Regions from separate parts of the Sus scrofa genome. Here region 2 is linked to region 1. A link is a contact called in public HiChIP or PLAC-seq data. All regions are on one chromosome and are shown on one strand. The core of a region is the stretch at or near the end of the contact, and the rest is flanking DNA. Distances in the headings are between cores, read along the strand shown. Region 1 holds the start of RFX3 (transcription factor RFX3). Region 2 holds the start of SMARCA2 (probable global transcription activator SNF2L2).

Evidence for each region. HiChIP or PLAC-seq counts read pairs in DNA pulled down with a chosen protein or histone mark.
Region 2: an H3K27ac HiChIP or PLAC-seq map of alveolar macrophages shows a contact between it and region 1. The contact joins the promoter of SMARCA2 here to the promoter of RFX3 in region 1.

Annotation. Positions count from the first base shown.
Region 1 is chr1:218,339,159-218,344,056 of Sscrofa11.1, forward strand. RFX3 (transcription factor RFX3) reads left to right here and starts at 1,270. Exons shown (of 19, transcript XM_021064186.1): 1 at 1,270-1,531.
Region 2 is chr1:219,813,294-219,817,822 of Sscrofa11.1, forward strand. SMARCA2 (probable global transcription activator SNF2L2) reads right to left here and starts at 2,145. Exons shown (of 33, transcript XM_021064340.1): 1 at 1,991-2,145.

The sequences.
Region 1 (4,898 bases), core at 20-2,519:
GAGGATGTCTGAACCTTGGCAACGGAGGCTATCGACACCAACCGGGGTTCGAGAGGGCTACTTGTGTGCTAACAACATCCATTACCCACGGAAGCCACTGGGCTAGTTCAATACACCCTGAAGCAACAAGACCTTCAGATACAGCATATTGTTAAGGTATCCCGGGATCTGGACCAGGGAAGTAACAGGACACGGGGTTGTGCTCAAATCCTGGTTTGGTCAACTTTAAACAAGAACACTTGCTTCACACTTGAAAGGTGAAGATAACGGGAATATAGGAACCAACTGGATGCTACACAGAGCAGGTGTTAAGTTACCCCACCTCCTAGCGCCTTTCCCAAGGTGGGGGGGGGGCGCCATGCGATTTCGTGTTCCCCGACAGGGCGATTTCTTCATCCTGAGTAGAGCTTACTCCCCACTACGTAGGTGGGGAATCGGGACCTTGCCTCCGCGCTCCGGAGGTAAGGCCCACGAGCTTGGACCTTCTCCGTGCGCGCTGGACCCGGGGAAGCCGGCCCGCTCCCACACGCGCCCGGCGCTCCTTTGCTCTAAGATGGCGGCGGAGGCAGCTCGCTCACGCCGCCCGCGCTCCTCCGAGTCGTGGCCTCAGGAGACTGGAGCGGGGTGGGACGCTGAGAGCAGGAGAGCGAAGGCGGCGCGGGCCCTCCAATACAGCGCGGGCCCGCCGCCCCTGAAGCACCAGGAATGCTAGAAGCCAGCAGATGGCTGCGACCGGGAACACCGCTGGCGCCTCAGAAACGAGGAAAAAAAAAAAAAAAGAAAATGAAAAAAAAAAGAAAAGAAAAAAAGGGGGGGAAAGAGCGGCGGCACATCCGGGACCCCTCCGCCCGCCCCGCCCCGGAAGTGACGTTTATCTCGGGCGGGCCCACTCTTCAAAGTGGATTTTTTTTTTTCTCGTTGTAGCGTGTTGTCCCGTAAGTTGTCTGGAATAGCCATCAACACCCCCTCTCCTGGGTTAGCCGTTACTCTCTCTCAGCTGGGAGGCTTGGCACAAAGCTGGATGCTGAGACTGGCAGCTCTCGTTCGGAAGAAAGTATCTCTCGCACCACACCCCTAAATTCCCTCTCCAGCCTTTCCGGGGAGCATAGTAGTGTTGCTTCAAAGGGACTCCTGGGTGACTTGAATCCCTCTCCAACCTAGCGCATCTCTTCAGAGTCCTTCCTCCGTCGCGCCCCTACAACCCGGGTTTGGAGGTTGTCAGTCACGGTGCTGGGCCCGCCCCTTCCGGCGGCTAGCCGGCCCGCCTCCTCCTCTCTTCCCTCCCCCACCCCTCCCTGTGCGAGTGTCTCCCTCTCCCTCTCGCTCCCTCTCTCTCTCTCCCTCTCTCTCTTTTGTGAGTTATAGCAACCGTTGCCTTGTGAATCAAGCGCCATAGTCACCGTAGTCCTGGCGACTGTTACCCATCAACAACAACTACTCCTCTCCTCCTCCTCCTCCTCTTCCTCCTCCTCCTCCCCACCACCACCATCTCCATCACCCACCAACAACACCACAATAATCCACAGCCAAGGTGAATATTCTTCGGTCTCTACATGTGTGTGGGAGCGTGTGGATGCGTGTGAACCTGTGTGTCCGTGCGTGTGTGTGTCCGTGTGTGCGAGCTGAGTGTGGCTGTGCGGGGGTCTCACTCCTGACACCGGGGCTGCAGCTGCGGGGCCGCTGCTGAGGGGCTCAGTCCCCTGGGCTTGTTTACAATGGACCGTGCGCGCGGCTGGGTCGGGGGTGTGGGCGCCGCGCTGCCTGCCCGCCGGCCCCGGCCCTCCGCGGCAGCGCTTCAGGGATGGAGCGGGAGCTCGGGGGGCTGCGAGCCGAGCGGGAGAGGGAGCCACAGTTTTGCGCTGCGGACCGTGTAGCTCTCCCCTAGGTCCGGGTCTGAGGAGGAGGGTCAGGTGAAGAGATAAGGATTTTTTTCTTTCTTTCTTTCTTTAATTTTCTTTTTTTTCGAAGCTGCGTGGTTCCTGCTTCTTTCAAAAGCGAAATAGACAAGAGTGTGCAGGGGGGTACCCAAGAGGTGGTGTTTTGCTGTTGTTGTTGTTCACTTGTGGGGCCTTGTTATGGGTTTTGTTATTTTTATCCTCGTACAACGGTGAACTTTTCCCACCGCCTATTCCCTTCATTTTTGCCCCTCTTTGCCTTGTGCTAGATGGGCTGCTCGTTTACCATCATCAGCTGCATGTTTTTTTTCTTTTCTTTTCTTTTAAAACTGTGTTTTCTTTGTGCTGCAAAACAGTCTTAATATCCATTCTGCACTCTTCCCTCCCCTTCTTTCTTCTCCCCCCACACCCCTTGCACACATACTGAAACCTGGGGCCTCTTTGCTGGGCTCTTTGCTGCACTGGGAAAGAGATCTTTTTTTAAAAAAGTCTCTCTTCTCTCCCTCTCTCTCTTCTCTCTCTCTCTCCCTCTCGTGTGTGTGTGTGTGATTTAAACCGGATGCAGGGCATCTGTGATAACTTGGGTTAGTAGTTATTGACAGTGCTTTATCCTTCATGTGGAGGTGGGAGGGGTACTGGTGAGGTTCCATTTCACTTTGATGAGCCTCCTTCCCCAACAGTGGAGTGTTAACAATTTTCATTATGGTTATGGGACTTTGTGTGTGACCATCAGGGAGAGGACATAAGGAAGCATTGTGAGAACTCAGTTTACACTGTTATTTGTGACAGTTACGGTACTTTAAAGAGTTTTTCCTTTTTCTTTTTTTTTTTCTTCATCTCTGTTCGTTTTCCTTTGAGAGTTGAAATTGAAGTCAAGTTGTTCATAAAGAATGTATGAAGCTTCCCAACTTGAAACGTGTGTATATTTCACTTTCTTTGTGGTTGTTAAGATCTAGGCATGTGTGTACTTAACATAGTCTTTTTTTTGGACAGTGACTTAAACCTGCTGAAAAGAGAGAACTTTTTCCTTTTTAGGTCTTTCCTTCAAAATTGTTTTTTTTTTTTTTTTTTTCCTGTGGATTTGAATACTTGTCAGTCCTCAAGTAGTAGGGTCTTGGTTAGAGGTAACCTAGTTTTATGGATCCTGTAAATTTGTTCATTTTTCAGCCTAATGTTTAATTATCAGTAAAGAGTTTTGATAATAAATGTGTGCTAAAACAAATATAATGTACTATTTGTTCATGTTGAAGTTTGCAATTTGGAATTTTTAAATACTTATTTAGATAGTCTTCTTTCTAACAGCGAACACATATTGATTGACCTGACAGAGCAGCCTGTGAATAATGTGACAGTATTAATTATTCTTGAGATGGTAGTACTATTAAGTCTAATATTTTGTAAAATAAGAGTTGAGGTTTTAAAAAAAAACTTTTACTCTTAAAAATTCATTTCCTTTTGATTGTTCTTTTAAATGAGAATGATATTTCCTTCTGAAAGAAGTCTTTCTCTGAGCACTCCAGTTCCTTTATATTTATTTCCCCTTCCCCAACCTGGGTTCCATGCACATCTCTAATACTAACCTGTATTTTTTTTTTCTGTTCAGATGAGTGTCAAATGCCTGAACACTTTTGGATGGTGAAGTTCCTGGGTCCTATAAACTCTCTGAAGTTAATAGGAGTTTGCTGTCTTGAGACAGTCTCAGACCTTATGCCATTTGCATAATACAATTTTAGTATAGTAGGTTATAATGCTATAATTTTATGGTTTAATATTTTTTATTTGAAATGTCCAAGAACTTTTTTGAGACATTTCACTGATTATGACTATCTCAGGTTTCCTATAATTTAGATTTTCATTACCTGGCCATTTTAGAGCCAGACTTAAATTCTATTACTATCCATTTTTAAAAGCACATATTTGATATAAACGTTGCTGTTAAAGATGCTTTAGATTCAAGTGTATTAACATTATTCATACAGTCTAAGTAAGTAATTACTGGAAATACTAACAAAATATTAATTTAAAAAATTAACATAAGGGTAAATACTTAGTAGCACCAAGTTTATTTTTTCTGTGATTTTTTTTCCTAGAAGGGACTATATTATGTATTGGTATTTCCTTGTGCTTGTTTCTAAAAGACTAATATAAATCTGTGGAAAGTGGCCAAGCTTTACAATGACAACTATTAAGTAGGAGTCGCTTGTAATTTGTTTTGAATAGTTGAATATCTGTGATTCATTGTATGTTTTAATGCCTATCTCAATCTCTTTAGTTTTTGTGCCTATGAATTGCATTAAATGGATAGGCATAGTTGTGTAGTACATTTACATGTATAGGAATAAACTAAAATGCATTCCTAAAATGCATCATTCCACAATGTTTTTATTACATGGCAATGTTTATGCCTAATTTTAAAAATAATATATTATTCCTCTAGTATTCAAATAGTTTTGTACTCTAATTAGGTGCTCAAATGAAAGGTTTATAGTTTTTAAGTTTCAGATACTCAAAAGACTTTATAGTTTATAAATTTAATATGATTTAACCCTCAACAGTTTTTTTTTTACCTGAAACAAATTTAATGGTAAAAAATTTTACCATTAAAAAATTAGTAATTAAAGAATAAATTGTAAATCAAGATAAATTTAATCTATTATTTAAATGATTACAAGTATTTTGGTAACATGTCATTAGTCTTTAGAAAGTTGATGATGTGTGTGCTTTCCCCTATATACAGTCAACTGAAGAAATCCGTAGGTGGAGTATGATTCCATGCCTCAGATTTTACAGTGTCTGTGGGGGTTAAAAGGGTGGATATAGCATCAGGATATAGCAAGAGTTAAAAAAACAACAACAACAGAACTTTTCTAAACAGTGTGATAGGAATGTTACTTTGTTCTTGGTATCTCTAGTGAGACTGTGTTACAAAAAATGAGAATATCAGACAAGTAAACTTTTAAACTATAAAGAATCTTCAATGCAAACTTTGAAATATGAGAAGTC
Region 2 (4,529 bases), core at 895-3,394, 1.5 Mb after region 1:
GCCCCGGCGCGCACAACACACACTCACACTCACGCGCAGACACACTCGAGCCGACCCCGAGCGGAGACGCGAGCTGTGGGAGCTCGCTGCTCCCTCCCACCCTCCCTCCCTACTTAGCCTCCCTGCCAAACTTTTTTTTCCAGCTTGATCCACGTCCAACTTCCCTCCACCCCGCCACCCCCACCCCCCTAGCAGTCCGGCCAGCCCCGCGCTCACCAGGATCCGCTGCAAACTGCAACCCGGATAAAAATAATAATGCAATCCAGGCGGCAGGGGCGGGGGCGAGCGCGCAGACATAGGCAGGAGGCTATTTCCCCGCGTGTACCGGAAACCGACCCGAGTGCCGGGAGTCAGACGCTGGTGTCCCTCTTAAGCCCGCACTGTTGCACCCCGCCCCGCGCGGTGCAACTGCGCCAGGCTGCAAGGCCTGCTGCGGGGCACCCGGGGCGCCCTGCTTGGTGTGCGCCCGCAGACGGAGGGCGAGTAGGGGCTGGCGCGCAGGACTGGTTATTTGGGGAAGTGCATCGCGACACCTTTGCAGATGGCATGGCCGTGTTTTGCAACGCAAACAGAAGGAGGGAAGACGGCCAGATGGAGGGGGAGAGCGGAGGAAGGGGTAAACCAGGTTGGGATGGGAATAAATCAAACTCGAAAGCAAGGAAGGAGAAGGAAGGGGAGCGTGTCATCATTGGGAGGAGGCTCCCACCCGGTCTCCCCGCCTCCCGCCCTCGCCAGCCACCCTATCCACCCCCCACCCCTCAGCCCTTCCCCTTCTCAGGCGAATGCCACCGCCGCTGCCGGGTGCGCGCGGGTCCTGTTTGTGACAGTCAGGCAGAGAGGATTATCCGGATCATGGCCTCCCCGGCCCGCAGTCACCGTGGCTCTCCCCGGCCCCAGCGCGCCCCTAGCACCCGGATGATCACCCGCGACCCACGCCCTCGGTTCCCGCGGCTCAAGCTAGGGGAAGGCGCAAAGCAAAAGAAAACAAACCCGGGAAGGGAGAGGGCGGATAACTGAGCCCGGCGGGCACCTCCGACCTCCTTCTATCCGGCCTCTTCCCTCCCAGCAGTGCGGCCCCGGCCGGACACCCGAACTTCAACACCCGAGCCCGCGCGGCCGCCAGGTACCAGGACGTCCGTAGTGCCCCAGACACAGCCCCCCAGCAGCCCTTTTGCCTAAAGGCCTGCCTACCGGTCAGCGTCCCCATCCCCGCCCGAGGGAACGCGCAAAGTGGAGGTGACACCTCAGATCCCGCACGCACCGGCCCCGCGGCGTTGACTGCCGCCGCTTTGGCGCGCCAGCTCCGGCTTCTCCCGCCGCGATCCTCTCGCGTCTCCGCAGCCGGAGCCCTTTAAACAAGTCCCCAGGAAGCGGGTGTCAGCCGCGTTCGTTGGATCCCCGCCGGCAGCCCGGGCTTCTCGCCCTCCTCTCCTGCTCTCCTTCCAACTCTTCCGGGGAGGACTGCTCTGGAAGAACTGTCGCGTTTCCATCCTATTCCCCCGATCCTCCTGCCTCCTCCCTCACCACCCCAGCTTTTAAGGGAATGGAGGGATTGCAACCTTGCCGAGTGTATGTGTGTGCTACAACCTTGAGTTGGCAGTGCATCGCTGACTGCCTACCTAGGGTCAAGGCTGTGTTTTGGTGGGATTTTCCTCCCCTTGCCTCCTTTAAGTAATAATTATTACTGTTATTATCAGAACAGTAAGGTTCGGTTGAAACTTTCCCGTTCCTTCCACCGCTGCCCGGGAGCTGTTGTTAGAGCATTCCACCTGAGGCCCGCGGGGAGGAGGCGGGCTTTTTTTGTTGTTGTTGTGGCGGTTGGCCCGCCTGTTTGTTTTGGTCTCCGTGCATGCACAATAAATAATAATTAGGATAATAATGAACGATCCCCGGCGAAGGCGGCGCGGTGCCTGAGGGGTTTATGCGGCGTCTGCAGCCGGGAGGCCAGAGGGAGGGGAAAGAGGAGAAAGGAGTTGTAAGTTATATTTACCTTGCTCGCGAGGAGTGTGCTGGCTGAATCTCTTTCCTCTCTGAGTCACCCAGAGTACAGAAACCGAGGGAGAGAGGACTAGATTATGAATATGACTTCATTGATGACAGCCATCCCCTCCTCTTCCTAAACTCCGGCTCCGCCCCGTGTCCCACCCTCGCCGCCTCCTTGGGCGCCGGAAGACGCGCCGCTGTTGGCCCCTCGCGCCGCTCCTCCCTGCCCGCCCGGACGCGGGTTGGCGGGACGCGTCTGTCACTCGCCCCGCTCAGCGACTCCCTGAGCTCGGGGGGTGGGGGGGGAGCGGAGGGGGCGGTGTGCAAGAATGTGGATCGAGACAGCTCTACTGTATGCGTGGATCCGTGTGGGTTTGCAAGGCGCCGGCTCTGAGCTGTGTTTGCGCCTGAGCAGAGAAACTGCGCAGGATGCGGAAAGCCCAGAGCCTTGACGGAGTTGGGCGCCCGTTATCCCATGCTGACAGTCTTCTCCCAGGGCCGCTGCGAGGCTCCTCCCGGGACGCTGGGAAGGGGAGGAGGCAGCGAAAGGGAGGGCAGCCGTAGTAATAGCTCGTAGTAGTTTGGGGGTATGTAAAGAAGGTGCTGGAATTTAACTGCGCCTCCGCCTGCCTGAGCGAGCCTGCAGAGGGAAGGGGAGGGGGCGACAGGGTGGGGTGGGCGGGCGGTTCCGAGTGGCACCAAAGCTGCTTGTGGCAAGGTATTGGCCATTTAAAAAAAAAAAAAAAAGAGGCATCGATGTCCCGCACGAAACTTTTTCTCTTGCCCCCCCGCCACAAGGCTGTAATTATAAATCTGTTCCCTTTCTCTCCCGTAAAAAGGAAGGCGGGCACAAAGAACATTCCTGCCAAAACTGTCTTTTTTTTCTAAAGGACTGCTAGCTTCCAAACGCCAAAAAGGGAAAAACAGCTGAGAGGCTGAATGCCTTGTAAATAAATAACACCGCCCTAACCCCTCTGTTTACTTTGTGGACCAGACACAGCACTTTAACCTTTCCTCACCTGTCATCTTCGCGTAAAATATATACAAAAATAGGTGAAAACAACCTCGTGGGGGCAGGGCGGGCGAGTTAGGGGGCAGTTGAAGCATGGAATCTGCTTTTGATTTAAGAAGGGGAATAAATCTCTTTTTCTCTCCAGTCCATAGTCTCTTGGCCTCCAGGCCACGTTTAAGACCAGTTAAGCCTACAAACAGTAAACTGCTGGCACTTAGTAGTTTTGAGACCTCTTGCTCCAGTTTTCCTTGAAATACAGTACTTTGGCTGGACTAACAGGTCAGTGTTTGCTGAGACGATTTTATTTTTAGTTTTATGAAGTGTGAAAGAATGTTAGGAGATTTTAAATCAAGGACCTATTATTTTAGACTCAGATTAATGTAGGCGCTTGACTCTTAAATTAAAACTGTTCCTATATGGTAGTGTTATGATTTATCCCTTATTTTGTAATGTAATGGCTTAAATTAGTCATTCAAAGTACACTGTGACTATCTGGTTGAGAGTTTTCCCCCCAGAGTAAAATCCTGTTTTAAGACCATTTTAGTGTTGCAAAATTGACTATTTGAGCTATGGGTCTGAAATACAGTTCTAGGATGCTTAAAACTATGTACTGGCTAAGTTGAGGACAAGAAGCTGTGGATAGAACACCAGCTGCAATGTGCTACGTGTGGTCATTAAATGTCAAGAATTGTTTCTGTTGCTGGTCCATTGCTGTAGAAGGAGTCTGCAAGGGCACCATTTTCAAGTGGCAAGGAGTGTCAAGGATCATGAACCCTGTAGTCTTCTAAGGCTTTGCTACTTGCTTGTTAACTTGAGCTTCATAATTTTCTGTCTCTCCCAAAGTGAACCTCAGGACAACAAAAGATAACCCATCTAAGAGAAATAGAATATAGTATTCCCTGAAGAATCTATTGTAAGAACTTGTTTTTCTGCCTGAGGATATGCCAGTATAACTCTTAACCAGGCAAGACATCTTAAACAAAATTTGCAATGTAGTAAAACTACAACAGCCAACTGCTAATAAATTGCAACTAATAATATAGCCAGATAACCCAATCATCTATAAAATGGTTTTAACCTAATGGTGACAGAGCTTAATACATTAGGTAATATAAGCTTTTCATTTGGGCAGGATGGAAGGGGGTGTGGCTTATCTGTTTCCCTGGCAAGCCAGCCTCACATGCCAATTTTTCAGAAATTGATGACTTCATCTTTATTTCCTTGTGAATAAGTGCCCTTTATCCCATTAAGAATCCACCTTCACCTGCCATGCCAAATTTCAAAATGAGAACAATCATCTGAGCAAGAGACTGGCCATTTCTTTTGGCATTTTGTCAGAAGGAAAGTAAAGAAGAAAACGCTCCCTTTGTTACATGTGTACATTCTTCAGTTCATATAAAATTTTGATGCAGTACTTGGAGGGATTGGTATCTATGCATTATCTGCACAAATATGGGAATAGAAAAATAAAATCTATCACTGGAAGAAGACATTAAATATAGATATTGCATCTCCCTTTCCCTTCATGTTGGTC